Regions from separate parts of the Arachis hypogaea genome. Here region 2 is linked to region 1. The links are chromatin contacts, called in public Hi-C maps. All regions are on one chromosome and are shown on one strand. Each heading gives the region's core, a stretch centred on a gene start, on an enhancer-like site or on the middle of the called end of the contact. The rest is flanking DNA. Distances are from core to core; before and after follow the strand shown. Region 1 has its middle 8.3 kb from the start of LOC112776425. Region 2 holds the start of LOC112776373 (2-oxoglutarate and iron-dependent oxygenase domain-containing protein CP2).

Region 1 (7,219 bases), core at 3,086-5,585:
TCCTAGGCTCTTGCATTTGTAAAGCAAAAATTAAGAAAATTGTTCTCAAAATATATAGAATGAATGAAGATGTTGCAAGTATTTGTTGTGAGTAAGGTGAAGAGAAGCAAAAGCTTTTTGTATTTATTAGTAGGTTATTATGGAGGGGTGTGAAAAGAGGAAGTTGTAGTGGGGCATTACCATAGATATGGGGGCCGATGATTGGCCCAAGGTACAGCTAACCCCACCATCTTCTGCCCTTCAATTTCACCCCCCATCATTCACTAATCAACACCACCATTTTCTACTTTCATGCATACCAATGCAATACAACTAACAATACTATCTAGGGGACTAGATTGAAATAACATTCTTATGGAATATAGACAATAACATACAGGAAATGCATTTTTCTTGTTAGAGTCATTCTAGTAGAATTATGTTGAAGTGATTGTACTAACTATAATATTTTAAAAAGTGTTGTTAAAATTAAAGTAATAATTTTTTTTTGTTAAACAACATTTTTAAAAAATATATTATTAAAATATAAAAAATTATAACTTCAATTTTAATAACATTTATACAATTAATATAGTCATTGTAGCATAATTATACTAAAATCTATTTTTTTATTATTATCTACCCTAGCATATTCACAACATGTTGTTTATGTTACAAGTAACAATATTTCTTTTTCTTTCTTGTTACTTTATTTGTTAGTCCTATAGTAATAGTCATTATTTACTGCAAAGTTTCCCTGCATATTTAGGTGGTGTTTATTTTTAAAGACCAGAACTAAAATAAAAAAATTGAGACTTAATATTATATTTAGTAGTAAAAAATTAGAATTAAAATTTTAGTATTAGAATACAAAATTTTAATTCTTTTAGTATTTTTAGAAAATAAAAATATAAGGGACTAAAATTTTAAAAAATTAAAATTAATTTTTTAATAGTATTTTTTTAATAACTAAAAATATTTTAGTAAATATTTTTATTTCATATTCAAATTTATCTTGAACTAAACAGATACTAAAATATAATTCAATCACGTACACTTTACACTAAACATAATATAAAAATTTAATTTAGTTTCTGTCTTTTAGTCTCGATCTCTCTTCCAAACGCAACCTTACGTATATTTTTTAACTTATGTATATGTACTAGTGGAACTAAGTTGCAAAGGGGACAAATTTTAAACACATAGACTAATTCTATCCTACATTCTTGTCGAAAACATCAACTAATTTGAATACTAAGGTGAAAGTGAATTTGACACCATGGTCATTAAGAGTAGTTAAGGCTTAATTAAGAAGCCAAGGTACTTCTAAATATATTCTTAGCACTAGGTTTATTTTGAATTTTCCTTCACATGGAAAAGTGCATTTGAATAGTTAAGCAAACACATTCAAATTAGGAAGTAAACTTCATAGTGACGGCATTTAGTGAAGAATTTTCCAAGGGAAACCAACATGCATTACTTCAAGTCTAGTGTGGACTCCACAAAATGGACGTCAACATTTTGAGCTAAGGCTATCCGCATAGCATGCGTGTTTGAAATTTTATGAGTATTAGTAGTTGAAGTAAATCTCAACATAACGAGAAAAAGACAATTCAAAATTACAATATATATATGTATAAAGGGCTTCAATAAAGCATGCAAAATAGTATTATTTATCCCCACTTGAATGTCACCAAATATATAAAAATTTAAGAAACTTGCTAATACGATTGATGTGCCTAGCTATATATACACATATTCTCAATTATTGTGTAATAATAATAATTAGAATTCTCGGAACCAATGGAATATTTGTACATACAATGTGTACAATGAATTATTTATTTGGCTCAATATGAGTTAAAAAATAAACATCTAAATAAAATACTACTAATTTCTCAAACACAATACACTCATATACTATCCTGAATAACTATCCGAATATTAGGGATAATAAACATCTGATATCTTACTGAATCAAATATTCCTAAACCCCAATTGTACACATTGTACAGATACTCCATTGACTCCGAATAGTTCCTCTAATAATTAAGATAATTATTATTCATAAAGGTGAATGATTATCTTCTTATTTGTCCTCTAGCTGGGTGTGCTATATATGCAAAGTGAAAAAGAAAAAAGAAAAGAGGAAATGGGAGATGGAGAATATGAAAATGAATGAAGTTGAAACGTAATGGATAGCAAAGTCGTTGTCTACCATATTGATGGTATGATAAAGACTGAGTCTGAGACACATAGAAACACCCTTTTCATGGAGCATGATAGAGAAATAACACATATATAATATGGTGTGCACCTCAATCATCACCACTTTACTATAGATTTGGCCACCACAATAATAGCTCAAAAAAGAAAATTAAAGCAACAACGTTACAAAAGCATAGTTAGAATAAGTCAGCGGTTTAGATTCCTTTTCTGTTCTTTTTTTTTTTGTTGCTATTTTTCCAATCCACATTACTCTCTTATAATAATTTACGTTAATTAGGGGTGTTATCGGTTCGGTTTGGTTCGATTTTAGACCAAAAACTAACCGAACCGATATATTCGATTCCTATAGACACACAACCGTTCGGTTTGTTGTTTTTACAATAATCGAACCGAACCGAACCGAATCAACAGCAGTTTGGTTCGGTCGGTTTTTTTCAGTTTTTAATTTCTAATGAGCAAAATATGAATCACAATAATTAGAGGTTTAAAATAGTCAATAAATTGAAATAATAAGAGTAAAACATTGAAATGGTTAGGGGTTGGAAATTTTTGTTGTTAGATTAAAGGTTAAAATGGTTAAAATATTGAAATTAATGCATATTTTCGGTTCGAGTTGGTTCGGTTCGATTTCTATCGAGCCAACCGAAAATCGAACCGAACCGATTGATTTTGTAAAAAAACAAAAAAAAAAAAAACTGATTTTTCCGATTTTTAAATCGGTTGTTATAATTTTCGATTCGGTTTGCGGTAATTTTCGATCCGATTCAGTAACTCACACCCTTAATTGTAACAAGTGCACTGTAAACCTCACTATCATGATTGGTACAACGAATTCTCCAAATTGAATTTAATAAAGAGGTGTATGTGGCCCAAATTGTGTTGAAATTAAAGGAATGAAGTTGTTGACATTATGAATAATGCCAAATCATTGTGATCTTGATCAACATGATGTTGCGTCTTGGTTTGATTTTCACTGTGATAGCAAAGAGAGAAATAAACAAACGTGAAGGTAACGACAATAATCATAAGAGAAAAACACTATATGTACAACATATATATTCGTATAATATTATTTAATATGTATTTCAATTAGAAAAATACTACATAATACAGCTTTGATATTGTAGGTTATAAAAATAAGAATTTAAACGATATACCTCAGCATTACGTCATAATTATGTCATTAGGTTTCGGATAATTCAATAATTCTACTTAGTACTAAACCGACTCTAAGCAAGGATAGAGCACGTGCAATGCAACAAGGAAGCGGCGCGTGAGGGGGTCCCTTCCAATGCAAAACGACATTGGATCCCGCATGAATGCAAAAACTCGCATTTCCCTTTTTAACCTTAGCTTCATGCCATCATTTTTGCCTTTCATTAGCTTAATTAATTAAGAGTTAGAGCTTAATTTTGATGTATTAGTGGTGTAATCGCGGTTAAAAATATAATTATTTAGAGAAAAATTTAAAACAGTCCCTGACAATTATCTTGAAAGACAACGAGGTCTTTGACAAAAAAAAAAACTCAATCTAACCTCTAACAATTACTTCAAAAGGACAACGAGACTTTGTGCCAAAAAAAGTCAATGCTATTTTTTTTGACACAGGGGCTAATCAGTCCCAAAAAAAATTAGGAGCTAAATTGGGTGTATTTTTTTTTTTGGATCTTGTTGCCCTTTCGAAATAATTGTCAAGACTAAATGGGATATTCACGCAATTAATTATGTTATCTATTTTTATCAGTTTTAACTTTTTGGGATGAACTAATTTTTGACATGGAATCAAAGTTCTATATTATAAAAATTAAACAAATCCAAAAAAAAATATTAGAGATATAATTATTTATATTTTCTTTTCTTATTAGTTTAAGCTTTTAGGATAAACATTTTTATGATATTTATAATTATTTTTATAAATAATTATTCACATAAATAATATAAAAAATAAATATTTTTACTAATGTTATATAATTAGATATATATATAAAATAATTTTATATTAATAGTGCATTGAAATTAAATTTATTAATTAATGTACCACTAATAACAATGTGAGTATGTGTGGTGTGAGTGTGACTATGCATCATGCAATTCACTTTTAGGGTTATAAATATATTGTAGGTTTGTATGTGAACACGAATTTCACATTGGTTCGAGAAAAGTTCTTTCAGTGTGGGCCTTGTCTTGAAGTGGATGTTGCTAAGCACAATATAGAATCCAATGTAAGGTAAGCCAACCCACTCCATTCCATGTTTTTTACATTGTAACTATTTATATGTCTACGTCTAAGGGCTTTTCCATTTTGGGTTATTCTCTTTTCCATCTCTTGGTTGTTCCCAGCACACAACACCCAAAAACAAAATTAAAAAAAAAAACACACACACACATATGTCGGCTGAACTGAACTATTTTCGCTTTGCATTTTATTATTTTATGGATAAATATGTTATATTATCTAAGCCAATTTACAATGTGTAATGAATTGAAAATAATTATAGAGATGATCCTTATCAATTCGCAAAAGTTATAGGGAAATGAAAATCAGAATTTGATTGAATTATCGTTCATAGTAAAGTTTGGATTCATGTGTTGACTACTCATTTGACTTGTCCAAAAATTTCACAAATGAATATATAACTTCAAATGATCAGATGATTATGTGGGTATAATCGTTTAAGGAACTTTCTGCTTTCTTCTGTGGGAAAAAATATTTCAAGACCTTCAAAGTCCGTGGTACATTCTTGTATTTTGAGATAGTGGAGAGATCAATTTGCTATATTTCTCTTATAAAAAAACTAGTATAGAGTTTTTTTTTTCTATTGTACCCAATCGTGGGTTTTAAAAAAATGCAAATGAGTAAATTCAAACTACTAACAATATTAATATAAATATTACTAAAGTCAGATTGAGAAAAATTAAATATTTTCACCATTCCAGAAGCTGGTTTTAGCATCAGATTAGAACAAATCAATACAATAATGGTTATCGGCACGTAATTTCAAATGAAATTGGACATTTACGCATTTCTCACAATTTAAATTGCTCCTTTTCCATAGCTATCAACACAAATTTTGAAACTTATAATACGACTAAAAATCAAACCCAAGTGCATTAAAGTCCAAAGATTCACTTTGACGATCCAGGGATATCTCTAATTTTAAAAAAGGAAAGTATAAGGAGTCAATAGAATATTTGTACAATGCGTATAATGGAGGTTTAGGGAGTATTAGAGATATAATCATTAGTGTTATCTTTTCCTATCAGCGTAAGTTTTTGGGATGAGTGGTATCATAACATGGTATTAAAATTTTAGATCCGAAAGGTTAAGAGTTCGGTTCGATTCTTTTATGGTTATTCTGAATATTATGGGTGATGCTCATTTTATAACTCATATAGCCCACTATTGTACACATTTTGTACATTGGCTCTACCAGGACTCTTTTAAGAAAGACGTTATATTTAAAAAGTATTGAAGAGATAATAACAAAAAATTTTCATCACTCAATTTGATGCCAAATAATTTGACTTTATGAATTTAATAGCTCATATTATGATTCTTTTATTTAAAAAAATTACAACATTAACTATATAGAGTTCTAACTTCTAAGGGAATTGAACTCGTGATAAAAGAAAAATAGACAATCTACTATTTTAAAATACTGATTTCAAGATCTAAGAAGCAATTTATGACCTCATGATAAAGCTAATTAAGAGACTACTACTTGAAAAGAGAGATGAATTTTTTGAAGGAGTGAAAAATGCCCTTGAAGTAGCAAATAGAGCAACAATAGCAGCGGTTTTGGAGTGCAAGAATAACAACGGCAGCAATTTTAGTGCTCTCTCACTCTCTCCCCCACTCTCTCAAAAAAAAATATAAATTATTATATTATTGAATTTAAAGGATTAAGTTGCAATGAATGATGTTATTGTTGATGTTCTTAAATTTAAATGATGTGTTATTATTAGTGATGGATGAAATAAATAATTATTAAATATAAAAATGGTGATAGTATATAATGAGATTAGAGTCACAATAAAGATATTAGCATTATTTTTATTCGAAAAATAAAAATAAAAAACAATTTTCATTCAAAATACAATGTTGGCGACTATATTGAATAAAAAAAATGTTAGTGACAATTTTAATTTCGAATCTAAACTTTAAGAATCAAAATAATATTTATTCCTATTTATTATACCTATAAAAATATTAGTTGAACTTGAAACATTCTTTTTACAGCTAAAATAATATTGTTTTAATTATTCTAAAGGTTAGATATGATTAGGGGTGGCCATGGGTAGGGTTTGGAGCCAACCCTAACCCTACTCGCAGATTGAAATTTTTATATAAACTCAATCCTACCCTATCCGCGGGTTGAGAATATCTCAACCCTAACCCTATCCGTTCTTAACCCGCGGGTACCCGATCGACCCTACCCGCGAGTTACAAAAAAAGATGCAACATTATTATATAAGTTGATGATAATTTAAAATAGAAGTGACTTTTATGTAAAAAAAAGTTTATTAAGTTATCATTAATGATGTTCTTTCAATGACTAAGGATCTTTTGCATTTAGTGAGAGGTTTTTGGTTCAACATCCACTTAAAACATATTTTTATATAAGTATACATATACATATATAGGGTGCGGGTTGGTCGGGTAGGGTTGAGGCTCAAGCCGCACGAAAACCCTACCCGCACCCTACCCTACCCGTTGCGAATCGGATTGGCAACCCTACCCGACCGGGTGGGGTCGGGTTGGATACCCGCGGATAGGGTACATATTGCCACCCCTAGATACGATTTTAGTCCCTAAGATTTAGGCAACAAAAATTATTTGTTTCTAACTTTTTTTATTTAAATTTGTCCTTAAGGTTCAACTTGGTTTTAGAATCGTCTTTCGAACAATTATACCATCAGTATCATCATCTCCATCACAACCCTATCATGTTTTTCTTCTCACTCATGCCTTCAAGAGAGAGAGAGAAAAGCCTCGTCCTCGCCTCATGTT
Region 2 (7,219 bases), core at 3,467-5,966, 41 kb before region 1:
AGGGTCGGGTTCGAGTCTAATAAATAAACCCGGTGGATATTTTGGGTCGAGTCTGGATCAAATCAAACCCGGCTTCACCCGGCCATGTGCACCCCTAACTGGATCATCCAACTTTAAAACAACATAAACTCGTTTGATATCTTGTTCCGAAAATTTAAAATATGAGAGAATCATATCCTATCCATTTATTGAAAGATGGGAAAAAAAGATAAATAAAAAGATATAATTGTGTTGGGTAGGTTTGGTATTTCCGCTTGGTAGTTGTGTTTTGTTTTCCACTTGCATCAGCTTCACCTACCGCGGACTCACCGAGACACAAACAAACAAACATAACATAAACCCATCACAATCTCACAACTCTCTCTCTGCAAATCCCAACCCCTTTCGTTTTCTCTTTGATCGAAGCCATGGCCGCGTGTGCAAGCTTCGCCAAGCTCAGCTCCTTGTCTTCCCCCTGGATCTCCAACAACTCCTTCTCTTCCCGCACCGGATCCTCGTCTCTCCTCGCCACTCGCCGTGTCTCCCTCCCGATCCGCGCCACCTCTTACTCCGACGAACTCGTCAAAACCGCTGTTAGTCCCTTCTTCCCTCTCTCTCTCTCTCTCTCTCTCTCTGTTTCCTTCACAACGTTGATCCTTCATGCATCTTTGTTCTTCAACGCGTGCTCTGATTCTTTTCTGCTAAATTCTCTCAAAAAACTGTTTCTTGTATTGATTATTGGTTAGCGTCTCTGATTAGCCTTTTATTGTTTTTAATTTTGTTTATTAATTTACTTCTACGTTGTTTGACTTTTTATGCTACAGTAAAGTCATGTGAGTTAGGTTATGAAAATATCTTTGTTGGAAAAGTCTAGGGGTCAGCAACTTTGTTAAATTCTGGCCAGCATATAACCAGCAAAGAGAAGTGAGCCATTGGATGAAATCTCACACCATTAAAACCATCACTGATGGTTATTTGATGGCTACAAATCACAAAAGTTGCTGCTGGCCTGACATTCCTCTATTTTGTCTTAAGATATGTATTTCCTTCTTCTGTAGTGGGCTAGGTTTTAGTTTAGTTATTGGTAGATGGTAATAGCATATTGGAAGGTTTACTATGGCTGCAGCTGATTTCCTATGATTGTTTTCTTTGTTGGTGGTATAGAAAACTATTGCATCTCCTGGTCGTGGAATTCTTGCCATTGATGAGTCCAATGCCACCTGTGGGAAGCGGTTGGCATCGATAGGATTGGACAACACCGAGGTCAATCGTCAGGCCTACAGGCAGCTTCTGCTGACCACACCCGGCCTTGGTGAATACATTTCTGGTTCCATTCTCTTTGAGGAAACCCTTTACCAGTCAACAACCGATGGAAAGAAGTTTGTTGATTGCCTTCGTGAGCAGAACATTGTGCCTGGCATCAAAGTTGATAAGGTTTCTTGTTTGAGTAATTCTTTCATGTCACTAGAATTCTGTCTTACTATTACTAATTAGTAATTAATCCTTTTTTCTGTCTCCTTTTAGGGCTTGGTCCCACTACCAGGATCAAACAATGAATCTTGGTGCCAAGGGCTAGATGGATTGGCTTCAAGATCTGCTGAATACTACAAGCAAGGTGCTCGATTTGCCAAGTGGTAAGTCATTCTTCTTTTATTCTCTAAGAAATTTTCTTGGGGATAAGATCTATCGAAATTGAATGTAACTGATTGTTTGCTTTTGTATTGTACAGGCGGACAGTTGTTAGCATTCCATGTGGTCCTTCTGCATTAGCTGTTAAGGAAGCAGCATGGGGACTTGCACGATATGCTGCTATCTCTCAGGTATTGTTTCACTATTGACTCTCTTTCTGTTGAAATTAGCTCATTCTCATAGTAATAGGTGCATTTCCTTAGTTTATCCTTTTGGTCTCCATGCATATGTGAAAAGTTAGAATTGATTTACCAATTATATTACATTTATGGACATCATTTGTGTTTCTTTGCAGGACAATGGCCTTGTTCCAATTGTAGAGCCGGAAATTCTTCTAGATGGTGATCACCCGATTGAGAGGACATTAGAAGTGGCAGAGAAGGTCTGGTCAGAAGTCTTCTTTTATTTGGCTCAAAACAATGTCATTTTTGAGGGAATTTTGCTCAAACCTAGCATGGTTACACCTGGGGCCGAGCACAAGGAAAAGGCTTCTCCAGAAACCATTGCCAAATATACACTTACCATGCTTAGAAGAAGAGTTCCTCCTGCAGTCCCTGGAATCATGGTACATCTATTGTTCTTTGTTTCCTCTTATCACAAATTGATACGTAGCATTATGATCGTGTTGAGTGCATGTATCGTGTCTTTTAGGATTTGAGATGATGCTAATTTTAATTACTTTTTACATTTAAGATTGCATTTATACTAGAATTTGGAAGTTACAATCACTATAATAAACCGTAAATTATGTTCCATTTGTATTTTCAGTTCTTGTCTGGTGGACAATCTGAAGTGGAAGCAACACTGAACCTTAACGCAATGAACCAAAGTCCCAACCCATGGCACGTTTCATTTTCATATGCACGAGCTCTGCAGAACACTGTGCTCAAGACATGGCAAGGATGCCCCGAGAATGTGGAAGCGGCTCAAAAGTCTCTTTTGGTGCGCGCAAAAGCAAACTCCTTGGCTCAGTTGGGAAGATATTCTGCCGAGGGTGAAAGCGAAGAAGCCAAGAAGGGAATGTTTGTCAAGGGCTATACCTACTAGAAGCCTTTGGCACATAAGTTAACCATCTTTCTCGTTCGTAATTAGCATCAGCAAAATCTGAGAAGGACTTAGATGGTGTTGTATTTTTGTTTTCCTTTCAACACTTAGCAACTGAGTTTGAATAAAGTGGGAGCAAGTAAGCAAGCTTTTCTTGGTGCCACTCCAGGTTGGCCTTAAGTTTAATTTCGGAATTGGAAAAAACAAAAGTAAAACGAAGTTTATTACTTAGTTATTATTTGTGCTATTATTCATAGCTTTTGTTCAATACTCAATAGTGCCATTTGTGATAGGAAACTAAATATTGGGCTGTATATCGGATCCTTTATGAGTGCAATATTTAGTATTGAGAAGTGCGAATAATCGCTCAGTTTTTCTTCGTTAACTAGCATTGTTTCTTTCCTTTGCCACAATATTTAACCAAAACTGATTTAGTAATATGTAGATGATTTGGCATTTTCTCATTTATATTAGTTGATAAATGACCGATGTAAAATATTGTTTTATATTACATTAAATAGGATTTTTATAATAGAATAAATAGTCAAATCAATTTTTTGTTTTGTTTATATAATAATAAGTTAATTTCTAAATTGTTCTGAGATTGACTGAGCATAAGTTTTTAAAATTTCAATCACGCTGAAGTAGTGACAAATGAACTTTTTTTTTTTATCTAATCCGTCAAGGATCAAAGTTTTATTTTCGAATTCTCGATATTTGTTTAAGCGGACTAGTGAGCTAACTACTAGATCAATCTAAACTTTATTTAAGTGTTTATTGTTGGCTAATAAGTTGTTGCAGGTACAAAGTGGGATTCGAATTTTCAACGCTTGTTTAAACAGATTAGTGAACTAACCACTGGACCACTCCAACTTAGTTAATGACATCCAACTTAGTTAATGACAAATGAACTTTGATGAACAAATATGGCCTCTTTTTCTTTTGTATCCCTTGTTTTAGTAGCATTTTATCTTCATCGTTTTTTATTGGTATAAGCAAGAGAAAAGCAAGAGAAAATGTCGGCCTCGTAATAGCCACATCCCAGGTTCGAATCTCAGCAGTAGGTGGGCTATGATAGAACCTTTAGTGTGTAATTATGTATGACCAAAAAAAAGTACATAAAAAAATAAGAGAAAAACATAGAAAATAAAAATTATATACTAACATTCAATTATGGGCAAACATAGGATTTTATGTTAATGAGTTTATAGTTTAAATGACATAGTTTTTTTTATACTCATCTAAGAAGTTGTGGATTTGAGTCTTCCTTTCTTTGGTAAAAAATTAAAAAATAAAAAAAAACATAGAATTTTATAATATTCTTATCTAAATCCAAAATAAAAGTTATTTTTAACACTTATAAATCAGCTTAAAATATCAAAATAAAAAACTCAATAGTTTTTGAATAAGTAATAACTAGGAGTCTTAATTTATTTTTAATTATTTTTAAATACTAAATGAATACAAATTTAGATATACATTTTTTAAAGTTAAAAAATTAAAATGATCATTAAGAGGATACTTTTAGATTTTCAATCATTTTTCTTTTAAATAAATCTTTTATCCATAAAACATCCAAAGATAGACAATTATCTTGGCTTAATGAAATTTACATATTATAATTAGTTCTCGATTCTTTCTTTAAATTAGCTTTTAAAAAAAATAATTAAATTTGTCCTTAAAAAATTTTAAGTTAGTCATTTTAGTTCTTCTAATACTTTCATTACTAAAGACGTTAAAATTTGTGAATGTGACACGTTAAAAGATACCACAACACATACCTAATAATCTTAATCTAACATATAAATTTATGAAATTAAATCAAATTAACTCCAAATTAAAGAATTTGAGTGCTTTACTCTCAATTTAGTTTTGATTTGATCTAATTTTATAAACTTATCATGTTAATAATTAATTAAGATTCCTATATGTGTATTATAATATTACTTAACTTACCACATTAATAAATTCTGATACCGTTAATAAAAAAATTGACAAAAAAATAACATAGTTAATTTAAAATATTTAAAAAACAAATCTGATTAAAAATATGTTTTATGACTAATTTACAAAACGAGTGACCCTTCAAATTATATTCATGGAAGAATAATTAATTCTGGTTTTTATGTTGATTAAGATCTTGAGGTTTCAGCACTGTGAAGCGACTGACAAGAGACGACGATCTTCCACATGGGAGTGAGTCTGAGTCTGAGTCAGAGACTCTCTTCCGCTCTCAAAAATTGAACGTTACTTCCTCTGAACCCTAAACCACCGTCAATGTTCTCATAAAACATAATAAAGCCCTCTTCTTTTTCACTCTTTTCTCTCAAAAATGGCTCATCAAAACGGTTCATTTCCCCGCATAACCTATCAGCAACAACTTCAGCTTCTTCAGCAGCAACAGCAGCAGGTTCTTATTCAGCAGCAGCATCATCTTCAGCAGCGACACCAACGACAACAACAACAACAACAACAGCTGGAACAACACCCCCGCGTGTCCACCAACATCATCGGAAACGGACACGTGGCTGGGCCACAGAATCAGAGGTTATCGTTGACGCCATGTTCGACGCGATTGCACTCGGACCCAAAGCAAGACCACAAGCCCGATAACTACGAAGACCTGCAATTGGGGTTCGACCCACGCGTGTTCAGCTCGCTGGAGCAATACATGCCACCCGACATGCTCAACAAGCCGCGTGATGTTAAGGCTCAGTATATGAGTAGCATTCTCATGCGATATTCCTCTGAGGGTGATCGTGTTCGGGTATCATTCAATTTCCCAGCTTTTCTCTGTTTTGTTCAATTTGTTGGAAAGTAAGGGTTTTTGAATTTGGGTGGCGCGTGGTTTTGTATAAAAACTTGATTTTGATGTTGCCCTTGATTGGAAATGCAGTGTTGCTTTGACTTGGGGAGATTATGAGAGAATTTAGGGGAAGATGTTGTGTATTTATTGTTTTTGGAGTGGGAAAGGAGAAATTTTTATTCTCTTTCAAATTTCAATCCCCTTTTTGCAGTGATATGAATACTTTACGTTTTCCCCTATTTTGTGCTATGTTTTTGCCTTTGGCGTTATTTTGTTGTTCACATTTTTGACATTTTGTTGTTCTGTGTTGGACTGAACAGATTCAAAAGCACAAGGAATATAGGCAGAAGATCATGTCCACTTATCAAGTAAGTTTTCTTGGGAATGGGTTTTGATTTGTCCCTTTCTAACTAAATTTTGATGGTTTCATTTATGATCTTTAACTGTTGGAATGCTGTTCATGGGATAATCTAAGACTTCTGATGGAGGCACCTTTTATTTGGCACTTATTTATTGGAACCTGAAACGATCCCATTTTGATGCCAGAATTTGCTGACCTGAGAACTGTTATCTTGTCTTCTTCTCTATATGTGGCATGTGTGTGCTAATTATTCATGATCTTACCAATTGTTGACTGCACCTTTCTTTTGTAGCCATTATATAAGGAGATATATACCATGGATGCTGAAAACTTTTTTGTGCCCTCGTTTCTCGATGCAATTAGAGAAAATACGGAAGCAGGTTTTAGACGAATACTGGCTGAACCCACAAGAGGAATTTATACATTTGAAATGCTTCAACCAGAGTTTTGTGAAATGTTGGTATCTGAGGTATCACAATTCTTTCCGCTCCCTTTCAAGTGTGTTATCATATCTGCTCTACATTTGCATTTTATGTTTTCTCATCAAGATTTGATTGCTTAGGTGGATAATTTTGAAAGATGGGTCCACGAGTCCAAATTCAAAATCATGCGACCTAATACAATGAATAAATTTGGTGTTGTTCTTGATGATTTTGGCATGGAAAGCATGCTTGACAAACTGATGAAAGATTTCATACGTCCCTTATCACGAGGTTATTTTTGTTTATCTTCATGAGAGTGGATGAGACTCAGAATTAAGATAAAGAAAAACTAAGTAAACAAGTTGTGTACTTACCCTTGCAATTTGAAAATTTGTAGTTTTCTTTGCTGAATTCGGTGGATGCTCTCTGGACACTCATCATGGATTTATTGTTGAATATGGGATCCACAGGGATAGAGAACTTGGTAGGTTTTGAAGCTCAGTATTCTTGTGAGTTTCTTATTGCCTAAGGCTTGGAATCTGCAACTTTTTTTTTTTTTTTTGTTCAAAGATGAGTTATATGTAGGTTGTTTCCAGCAATTCTACTTAGAGTTTAATATTAACTTACTTTACAATACTCTTTATGGTATTTACTTTAGCTTTTAATGTTAAGAGCTCCGATGATTCTATGAAATGCAGAGATGCCAGTCAGATGTCTTGAGTTTAGTAGGATATCTTTTCTTCGTCCTGACCGACTGAATTTCAGTTATTGTCCAATTTATGTTGATTTTTAAAATTCAAGTTCACTCTAACAAAAGATTGCCTCTTGTTGCCTTATATATACTGTTCAATGCGGTTAGATATTTTTCTCGCGCTGATTTAATAGTATACTCAATCTATTTCCTTCTTGTATTGTGTA

What was found. Hi-C and Micro-C count contacts between places; a contact is called where the count stands out from the background.
Region 2: a contact with region 1 is called in a Hi-C map of an unstated tissue, with 5 times the contacts expected there. The contact joins the promoter of LOC112776373 here to the enhancer-like site in region 1. A contact is called at or near these places in 5 of 8 Hi-C or Micro-C datasets (leaf and an unstated tissue).

The regions. Positions count from the first base shown.
Region 1 is chr19:156,202,982-156,210,200 of arahy.Tifrunner.gnm2.J5K5, reverse strand. No RefSeq gene overlaps it. Among protein-coding and RNA genes, the nearest start is that of LOC112776425, 8.3 kb to the right of the region's middle. Within about 2 kb of position 4,335, at least 2 of the 3 cell types and tissues checked have open chromatin away from gene starts, as enhancers often do.
Region 2 is chr19:156,244,307-156,251,525 of arahy.Tifrunner.gnm2.J5K5, reverse strand. It overlaps LOC112776373 (2-oxoglutarate and iron-dependent oxygenase domain-containing protein CP2), which reads left to right and starts at 4,716. Exons shown (of 9, transcript XM_025820520.3): 1 at 4,716-5,479; 2 at 5,839-5,886; 3 at 6,172-6,348; 4 at 6,442-6,592; 5 at 6,699-6,785. The coding sequence starts at 5,045. It overlaps LOC112780016 (fructose-bisphosphate aldolase 3, chloroplastic), which reads left to right and starts at 135. Exons shown (of 6, transcript XM_025824364.2): 1 at 135-572; 2 at 1,144-1,413; 3 at 1,504-1,613; 4 at 1,709-1,799; 5 at 1,964-2,233; 6 at 2,437-3,097. The coding sequence starts at 408. The coding sequence ends at 2,715.